2 separate regions of the Rattus norvegicus genome follow, and region 1 is linked to region 2. Evidence: chromatin contacts called from public Hi-C data. All regions are on one chromosome and are shown on one strand. Each heading gives the region's core, a stretch centred on a gene start, on an enhancer-like site or on the middle of the called end of the contact. The rest is flanking DNA. Distances are from core to core; before and after follow the strand shown. Region 1 holds the start of Gtf3a (general transcription factor III A). Region 2 holds the start of Polr1d (RNA polymerase I and III subunit D).

Region 1 (4,468 bases), core at 721-3,220, 140 kb before region 2:
TTCACTGCCAAGAATTTCACTGAAGGCAAGAAAGATGTCATGTGAACCACTTCACATAGGGCTAAGTAATTAAAACACAGCAGCTCACCTGAAGTGATCATTTCATACCACTGTGGGCCACAGACATTCTAATAGTTATTCAAAGAAAACATGGATTTCACAGAAATTAATTAATTGACTCAGGTCAATTAGGAGATAGGATGCCAAGTCAGGTCACAGAACCCCCGAAGCCCACGCCTCTGACTCACAGCAGGGTAGCTGAATCACCAGTACACCGGGTCATTTATATAACGTCTCCTTTCCAAGCTACCCTCTCGAGACCAGACACCTGACTTTGCTGATGACAACAGCCCCGTTGTATACATTCAGTATTTCAGAATTTTCTCTCCAATCCACTCTATTACCACTCCTCCTTTAGTATCATATTTTCCCTCTCCCGCGCTGGCTCAAAAAAGTGATCACTATGACTCTTTCTAGTCATAGACAATGTTAGAGCTGGTAGGACCTGCTTCTGAAAGGGACTTCTTCCTCAATTATGGGCTGTGGTGTGCTGAAAGGGTAAGGGTTTTCGATATGTGCCATCTGATGACATCACAGATGTCAGCTGAATTGGAAGGTCTTGGTGGAATAAACAGGAGACAGGGTTTCTTTGTGTAGCCTTGGATGTCCTGGAATTCATTCTGTAGACCAAGCTGGCTTTGAATTCAGAGATTCACCTGTTTCTGCCTCCATTGTGGGATTAAAGCTAGTTCTGTCTGGGTTCATCTTTAGCTTTGACACTTAAGACTCACAATCCTCCTCCCCATCCCCCAACCCAACCCCCAACCCTGGGATTGGTATGTTTGGGTCTGGAAAGAGCCTGAATCCTAGCTGAGCCAAATATTGTCTAACCAAGGTTATTAACTAAGAGGAGAAAAAAATTATGTAAAGTCCAGGCTGCTTGACTGAGACCAAAGTCCTTGGAAAACAAGAGTCACAGGGGAAGGACCTCAGAATCTTCTAGAAGCTGATGTTCAGAGAAAAGGAGAAACAGAAGACTGGAGCTGGAAAAGAGTGTCCGCTGATGGAGTAGAGCGGACAAGAAAGCGAGAAAGGGAAGAGGGACCGGAAAGAAGAAAGAGACAGTCAGCAATCTGCACATGCGCATGGGGCATAAGCATGCGAACCCAACAACAATGACCTGTCAACAAGTGCTGAGACCCCTGTAGCCCTCTGTTCAGTCCTTTTTCATTTGAATTGCTTTGACGCGAGGGAATTAAGTACATTCAAACCTTCTGCAGTAAAGATATCCATTAGCCAAAAAAGCTTAAAGATTTCCCATGGTTATCTTCATCCACTAACAGTAAGACCGGTTCAGCCCTTCATAGATGCACAGCACTTTTTTTTTCTTTTCTTTTTTTCCGGAGCTGGGGACCGAACCCAGGGCCTTACGCTTGCTAGGCAAGCGCTCTACCATTGAGCTAAATCCCCAACCCCTGCACACCACTTTTTAAGGAAGGATTCACAGAGGTTATTTTTCAGTCTCTGCCATTATGGAGGTTAAATCAGGCTGAGGGAAAAGTGGAAATCCCACAGCTAAAAATACCCCCAAACACTAAGGACTCAGTGACACAAAGAGAAAGTTGACAAAACAACAACCAACACAACTGACGTCAGAAATTAAGGTTTAATTGGTCCGGGTTAAGTTCTGGGCTTTGGAATTTTGAAAAATTTCCACGTGACTCGAAGGAGCAGACAAGCTTGGGTTCCACTACGTTCTGAGGCTTGTGTCAGGATGCAGAGGGCAAAACTGGAATGTGAAGAACAGGCCACCTTAAGTCATGTCGGGTTAATATTTGGGACGTTTAAGCAGCGCTTCCTGTTTCCCTAAGACACGAACCAGGAGACCAGAGCCTGGCTGCCCGGCTCAGTCGAAGAGTCCTTGATGCGCATGTGCGGCCAGGCTACGCGACCGAGCCTCTCAGGGCATGCGCAATCCTGGCGCATGGGGTTTAATGGGCGGGACCTGGCGCCTTTGCGGGCCGCGTTCCCGGAAGTGTCGGGTCTCTGGGCGCCGGTAGCTTGTGTCCCGCGTTCCGGGGACAGCACGTGGCTGCCCCGCCTCGGCCCGGGCGCAGTTGCGTCGCCCTGGAGCCGCGGGTCTCGGTCGCGGAAGCGGTGTCGTCCCTGACCATCGCGGACGCGTTCGTTCGGGCCTGTGTGGGCCCCGCCCCGCCGCGCCCCGCGCTCCCCAGCAGGTTCATCTGCTCCTTTCCTGACTGCAGCGCTAGTTACAACAAAGCCTGGAAGCTAGACGCGCACCTCTGCAAGCACACGGGGGAGGTAACCTGGCCGCGGGTGTGCATGGTGGAGCCTGGCGCAGAGGTTGGGTCCTGGACTTGGCCGGGGCAGGTGCTCAGCAAAGACTGAGGTCTAGGACGTCAGGGTTTCTTGCAAGCAACAAGTGTGCACCCTTTCAATTGCAGGCGGGCTTTGGTCAAGTACCAAGGCTATGTGGGTTAGAGTGAACAGGAAAAGCCTTCCTGTTTGGCCCTTTCCCCTGGCTCCTCTATTTTGTTTTATGCACCTTGGTTTCTTTCTCTTGGCAGACTTGCCAACCCACTGTCATCATAACATCTTTGTGACTTTACCCCCGTTTCTCCTTGAACATTCTCTTCCTACATTTTGGCCTTTCTTTGTCCCTGTGTCCGAGTTAGAGCTTGCATTTTAGACCAGAATGCTGTTCTTTGGTTGGACAATTAAAGTTACGGTTTGTCATCATTATCATTATTGAGACAGGGTTTCTCTGTGTAGCCCTGGCTGTTCTGGAACTCACTTTGTAGGCCGGACTGGTCTCCAACTCAAGAGGTCCGCTTGTCTCTGCCTCCTAAGTGCTAGTATTTAAGGCGTGCACCACCACACCTGGCTTTGAAGTTGTGTTTATTGTTCCAGATTGGACAATAATTTGACTAGTACGGGTCCTACTGTAGGACTGGATCTGAACAAGGTTCTTTGACTTTATGCTGAGCAGTGCGGCTCACTTACGTCTTCCTGTCCACTGGCAGTCTAGTACTGTGATGAAAGTCTTGGATCTCAGAGTATTCCCATAGTTAGGAAATATCCAATTGGATGTTGGGATATGCTGTAGCTTTACTGTGGGTTTCATGACAGCATCCCCTCCCCCACATCTGGGAGCCAAATTGGAGATCGCAGTTAGGGCTGGGAGATGTTTCCTTCGTTTACCTTTGCACCTATGAGCTTTTTCAGCTGTGACACATTTTCCTGTCTTTGTGCCTGATCTCTCTTACTGTAGACACAGAGGTCACCTGTGATGAGACACAGCCTGCTCCTTCTTCTGCCTCTCCTCCTTGGTGGTAAAATGGTATTATGGCAGAGAGATGCGCAGACAGGCTATCTGGGCTCATGTCAAATCAAACTTGAGAAGGGGTCTCCTGGGGAAGCCTGTGTCCCAAAGGAGCAAGCTAACCTACCTGCCTGTCAGATGCTGTCCATCCACAGAACAATAATAATCTGTGTGCTATGGTGACTCGTGAAAAGATGGGGCGTTTTTTGATGTGGAACTCGGTGCAGCAGAATTAAGTCCTGCCCAAGTGCGGCAGGCATCTTTCTGAATGGACACGTCCCTGGAAGGAAGTGTCTGGTGTTGCCTGCCACAAATCAGACTTTTAACAACATAGAGCTGATGAGATGGCTCAGTGGGGAGGGACCAGACCTGAGGACCTTAACTGGATTCCTGGAACCCAAAGTGTAGAAGGAAAGAACTCCAGGAAGCTGTCCTCTGACCTCCACAAGAATGCAGTGGTACAAACATGTCCCCCTCCCCACAGAAATAACTTTAAAAAAGTAAACACTTCCTTTCCTCCCCTTTTCTTTCTGCTAGAGGCCGTTCGTTTGTGACTATGAGGGCTGTGGCAAAGCCTTCATCAGGGACTACCATCTGAGTCGACACATCCTGATTCACACCGGAGAAAAGCCATTTGTGTGAGTAGGGGCTGACTGGCCACGGGAGTAGGTTGTGTCGTGTAGCCCCGGCAGGATGATGGCTGATTCTTAGGAGGAAGGACAGAGGGTGGGCTGGTGAGATGGCTTAGCGGGTAAAAGTACTTGCCACCACGCTTGACAGCCTGCGTTTGATCTTCAAAAGTGTTGTCTGTGGCTCAGACTGGCTCTCTCTTGTCACAGGCAGGTGACTTTATGACAGTGGTCATATCCCTTACTGTGTCATCGAGTGGCCTCTGCTGTTCTCTTACCTTCCCCTTTATGCTTGGCTCCCAGACATGACACTGGTGTGGCTTTGCTTAGCAACAATACTTCTTGTCCCTACCCTTGCCCCTGCCTCTGCCCCTGCCGTTTGGTGCCTGCCAGAACTTGTGACCCTGTTCTGCCCTGGGCTTGTGTTTACATGCCTGTGTTAGATGCTTACGCATTGGCTTGTGTCCTGACTGGAATTCAGAAGTGGAGTTGAAAG
Region 2 (4,686 bases), core at 1,643-4,142:
CCCTATGGAATGCAAACCTCACCACAGCATCTTCCTGCTTGAAATGAACACCCCACGATCACTGACTGGATGAAGTGTCCAAACGTCTTCATGTGCTACACAAAATCCTTTCTTTTTAGTATTTCAACAGATATCTGAGGGTCCAGTTGTAGAACATACCATGAACCCTACCTAAGATGAACAAAAAAACCAGCCCCTGACCCCTATTACTTTAACCCCAAACATTGTGTTCTTCAGATTAACCATACGCACAGCAGATAATGTCACATTCTACAGCCATAAGCATTTAGGATGCTCCCAGAGAGAGCCTGTGCCAATTCCTCTGACACATTCTAGGCAGAAATGATTTTAAGTTCCCACATTACTTTGTTCAAATTACTTTCCGGTAGTGGACTAAGAAGTATACAGCCACTGAGCAACTTTGGGCAAGAAATGATCCCTTTCCTCAAAGTTGCCAAAGCGGTAGACACTGAGTAGCTAAATGTTTATACAATGAAAAGGCTCAAACTTGAAGATTAGAGGAAAAGAACACAGACTTAGTGGATGGACTAAATTAAAAGCAATGTGACTCTAGAGCTGTTCTGAGTTGGCCTACATTTGACCCCTTTGGGAAAACTCACATGGAATTTGGACAGGCTAAAATGGCAAAACCTTCTTAGCTCTGGCTCAACAATGATCTGCAGGCCAAATAGGACACTAGATTCCCCCAGGTTCCTTCTTTACCTGCCAAAGTCCTTTTTTCCGAAGGTGTGGGGGAGGGAGGGTGTTCAAATCTATCAAAGCAAACAGGATTGACCTACTGAGATCCAACTTCGTCTGTGCTGTGTCACTGTACAGGCTAGAGAAAAAGCAAATTGTGTCCTGGGAAGGAGGCCAATTTCTAAGTACTGTGACTACAAAGAATGTGACATTCTTAAAGTGAAGGCAGTTTGGATAAACTGGAGCTCACAGAATCCTCCAACTATCCTTGCCATTGGTTTCTGTGATTTTATTTTTAAAGAAAAATTGGCGGGGTGTGGGGCGCACGCCTCTCTAACCCAACAGCACTCAGGAAAGAGGTGGATCCCTCTGAGTTCCAGGCTGGCCAAGGCTACAGAGAAAAGAAAAATTGATTCGAAAAAGCCACGCGGAAGCGTCCTTAGGCTCCTGGCAAACACACAATCTTAAATGCAAACGGAAATACTAGAACACTCCATTTAAAAAAAAAAAAAAAAAAGCCCTTGTGTGAAACGTGGCAGAAAGCTTTCAAAAGCCAGCGATGTTTTTCCCCAAGAGGTGTTTTGTGCGCAAATGCTTCCAAATCGGGATTCATATTTTGGAAATTATACCCCCACGCTCCCAAACATGTCAAATCTGAAGAGAAAGGTGAGACTTCCCCCGCAACAGGCTGGGGCGGGGAGGAGGGTCTCTCTGCTCATCCCTTCCAGGGAACAAAACCAAAGGGCAGCTGGCTAGCGCCACTCTAGCTCCCGACAACGTGCAGACGCGAAGTGCAACAACTCGTCCTCAAACGTCCATGTCTTGAGAAGCGAGAGGCGCGCAGAACCGCACCGGGTCTCCTGGAACCTGCACCCGCACCGGGCCGGGCCAGACACCACGCGGCCCCCAGCGGTTCCCCAGATGGTCCCCCCTACCCTGACGCCACACCCCGTCACCGCCCGCACCTGAGGCGAAGTAACTCACTGACGGAAAGCGGCGGGCTCCCCGCGGGCGCGCTAACGAGGACGCTACCCGGCTCCGCTCTGCCGGGACTCACCGCCGCCGATTTCCTGGCGAGAAGCAAAGTCCGGCCAAGACTTTACTTCTCAACCGCCCCTGCTGCCTTTCCCCTCGGGGGCGAGCGCAGAGGCCCAACCCGACACGCACCTGAGCCAATCAACGGCGGGCGAAGGCGGGACTAAGAGCGGGCTTGGAGCCGCTCGACCAATCAAGGAATTCTAGGGGCCGGGTCGGCCCTGCTCATCACTCCCGAGTTAGAGTGAGCGCGTTCCGCCCTCCGCCATCGCTCCCGGCCGGATTCTCCCCTCAGACACACAGAGAAGACGCTCGGGAAGTGTCTGCGTGCACCCCTGGAGCGCCGCGCCTGGCGTGGGACAGCTGAAGGGAGGGGAGGGCTGCGGGACCAGGCTGAGGGAGAACAGGTGGCGCGGGGCGGCTGACGTGTAGGTGTGCAGGGCAAGAGGACAGCTGGGTGGGGCGGGGATCCAGCCTGGCCAGGGTCAGGTGGGAGAAGAGAGGATGCACCTGAGAAGGGCGGTTCCTTGGGTTCAAAGGGAAAAGGAGCTGCAAGTCCACCGCGTGAGCTCCGGAGGAAGGAGGGCGGTGCTCCAAACTCTCACTTCTCTCCCAAAAGAAAGACAAACGCTGCCCTTGCACCTATTGGAGATGTACATTTGCACCCCTGGGAGAAAATAAAAAGCCCACAGTATCGTCAGGAAAGTCACCTCTGCACACTAGTCTCTCTGCTTTTTCAAGGTTGCAATATGCTGGGTGCCCCAGGAAAGGCCCCTGAGGACTCCGGTCCCGGGAATAGCCAGCCATGGGGCAGTCCCGTTCCTCGAGACTCTAGCAAGTCAGAGATCCGACCCCGACGCTAAATAGCAGATGTCTCGGGGCAACAGGCGAGAAGCCTGTGATCTACGGTAGCACTCGGGGACAGAATGTGCACCGCAGCCGCCTGGCTTCCGCAGTTCCAGGTGAGCGGTCCAGCCCGAGCCTGGGCGTGGTCGGGGGCGGGTTCTGTTTTAGCCCCGCCCTTCAGAGGGGGCCCTGCCGCGCCGCTGCGGCTCCGCCTCCCTCCTTCCGTCATCCGCTCCTTCCGTCGGTGGTTTCTTCCTTCCTGCCTTGTCCCGCACCTTTCGCGACATGGGGAAGATCTTCCTTTTCGCCAGCGCCACCTGAGGATTTCCCGGAGCCGCCCCCCGCGATGGAGGACGATCAGGAGCTGGAGAGGTAAGGTTGGAGGCAAAGAGTGGAGTGGGGCGGCGGGTCGGGCCAGAGAAGCGGGTAGCGAAGGGGCACGCGGCCGACTGAGCCCGGCGTGGCGGCTAGGCCTGACCCCAGGCGCTGGGGAAGGGAGGAGAGAGAATAGAGCGGGCCGGGTTGGGAAGAGGGAGGAGCCGTGGGTTCATTTATAACAGAAAAGCCCAGAGGGACGCTAGCCATCCGGGATGGGAGAGAGGTAGGGAATCCAGCTGTAAGTCCCAAACTGCCACCACCCTCATTAGAACTGCCTCGTGTAAGGTCACGCACCGGGCCAGCCGTCCCGAGTGGCGGTCCTGGCGTGTTAAGTTAGCTAAAGTTACTGCAACTCCGCTCTGTGCAGACTGCTCGTAAATTCTCTCTGTCCGCCAAATTCTCCCTCCTATTAAACTTTTCACTTCCTTTCACTTAGTTTCCTTACCTCTTTCAAACGGAAGCTGTAACTGAGCCTGCCACCCTGATACCTTGTGGTTGCCATTTTTATGCTAAAGTAATCGTGTTTTTTATGCCTGTCAACTCCCTTTTCATCTAAAGCAGGGCCTACCCTATTATAACTCTGCCCCTTTCTTTGCTCTATCCGAAGATTTTTGCAAACAATTAACTTCGTGGGTTGTTTTTCTTTTGTTTTGTTTTTTTTCTGAGGTGGTACCCACCCCCTTGCTGGAGTCAAATGAAGTAGGGAGAAACGAGTTAAATATTTATGGCTAGAAGTGTGGAGGCAGGAAAATGAGGCAGTGAATCTTTAAGAGTTAATCAGAAAACGATATTCCGTATGATCTCATTCTTACACAAAAAAATATGTGTGTAGAAAAATATCAGGATTGAAGACCTCAATGGCTGAAGGCGAGAGGAAGACAGCCCTGGAAATGGTCCAGGCAGCTGGAACAGATAGACAGTGTGTGACATTTGTACTACACGAGGAGGACCATACACTAGGAAATTGTCTGCGGTACATAATCATGAAGAACCCGGAAGTGGAATTTTGTGGTTACACTACGACCCATCCTTCAGAGAGCAAAATTAATTTGCGAATTCAGACACGGGGTGCACTTCCAGCTGTTGAGCCGTTTCAGAAAGGCCTGAATGAGCTCTTGAATGTCTGCCAGCATGTGCTTGTCAAGTTTGAGGCCAGCGTAAAGGACTATAAAGATAAAAAGGCAAGCAAAAACGAACCCACGCTCTAGTCCCTCGTGCAGGGTACAAGCAGGACCACCCTCAGGATGGTACAGAGCCCAGAACTAGAATTGGTGACTACAGCATGTTCTGTCCTATAGGAAAATGTGGCTCTAGCTATTGACCCATTACAGCTTTTGGAATCTCTGCAAGTCTGTTTGCCTAATAAATTCTCGCTTTTGTTTAAACTAGTTTGAGTGGTTTCTCTTCCTTGAACCTAGATGAACCCCCAAGGATGGTGTCACCCCTTAATTGAACCAACACTATAAGTGAACAGATGTAATTGGGCCGAGTCAGAGGTTGTGATCACAGATCTTAAAAAGACTATTTCTATATGATCGAGATGCTGTGGGAAGGAGAGGTAAAGTAGAATGAGGTCCAGGACACTATGATTTAAAAGGCTGGAAAGAAGATTGGAAGAGGGACTTGAGGTGGTGTTTGTTTTTACATTTTCCTTGTATGTGCACACAAACATGCCGTGGTACATGCATGGCAGTCTGTTCTCTCCTAACGCCATATTGGAGCCATTTG

What was found. A called contact is a pair of places that touch in the nucleus more often than the background predicts.
Region 1: a contact with region 2 is called in a Hi-C map of frontal cortex, with 1.7 times the contacts expected there. The contact joins the promoter of Gtf3a here to the promoter of Polr1d in region 2. A contact is called at or near these places in 2 of 12 Hi-C or Micro-C datasets (frontal cortex and hepatocytes).

Annotation. Positions count from the first base shown.
Region 1 is chr12:13,256,089-13,260,556 of GRCr8, reverse strand. Gtf3a (general transcription factor III A) reads left to right here and starts at 1,970. Exons shown (of 9, transcript NM_001113570.1): 1 at 1,970-2,322; 2 at 3,881-3,981. The coding sequence starts at 2,128.
Region 2 is chr12:13,116,275-13,120,960 of GRCr8, reverse strand. Polr1d (RNA polymerase I and III subunit D) reads left to right here and starts at 2,892. Exons shown (of 3, transcript NM_001037787.1): 1 at 2,892-2,952. The coding sequence starts at 2,927. Lnx2 (ligand of numb-protein X 2) reads right to left here and starts at 1,822. Exons shown (of 10, transcript NM_001108329.1): 1 at 1,684-1,822.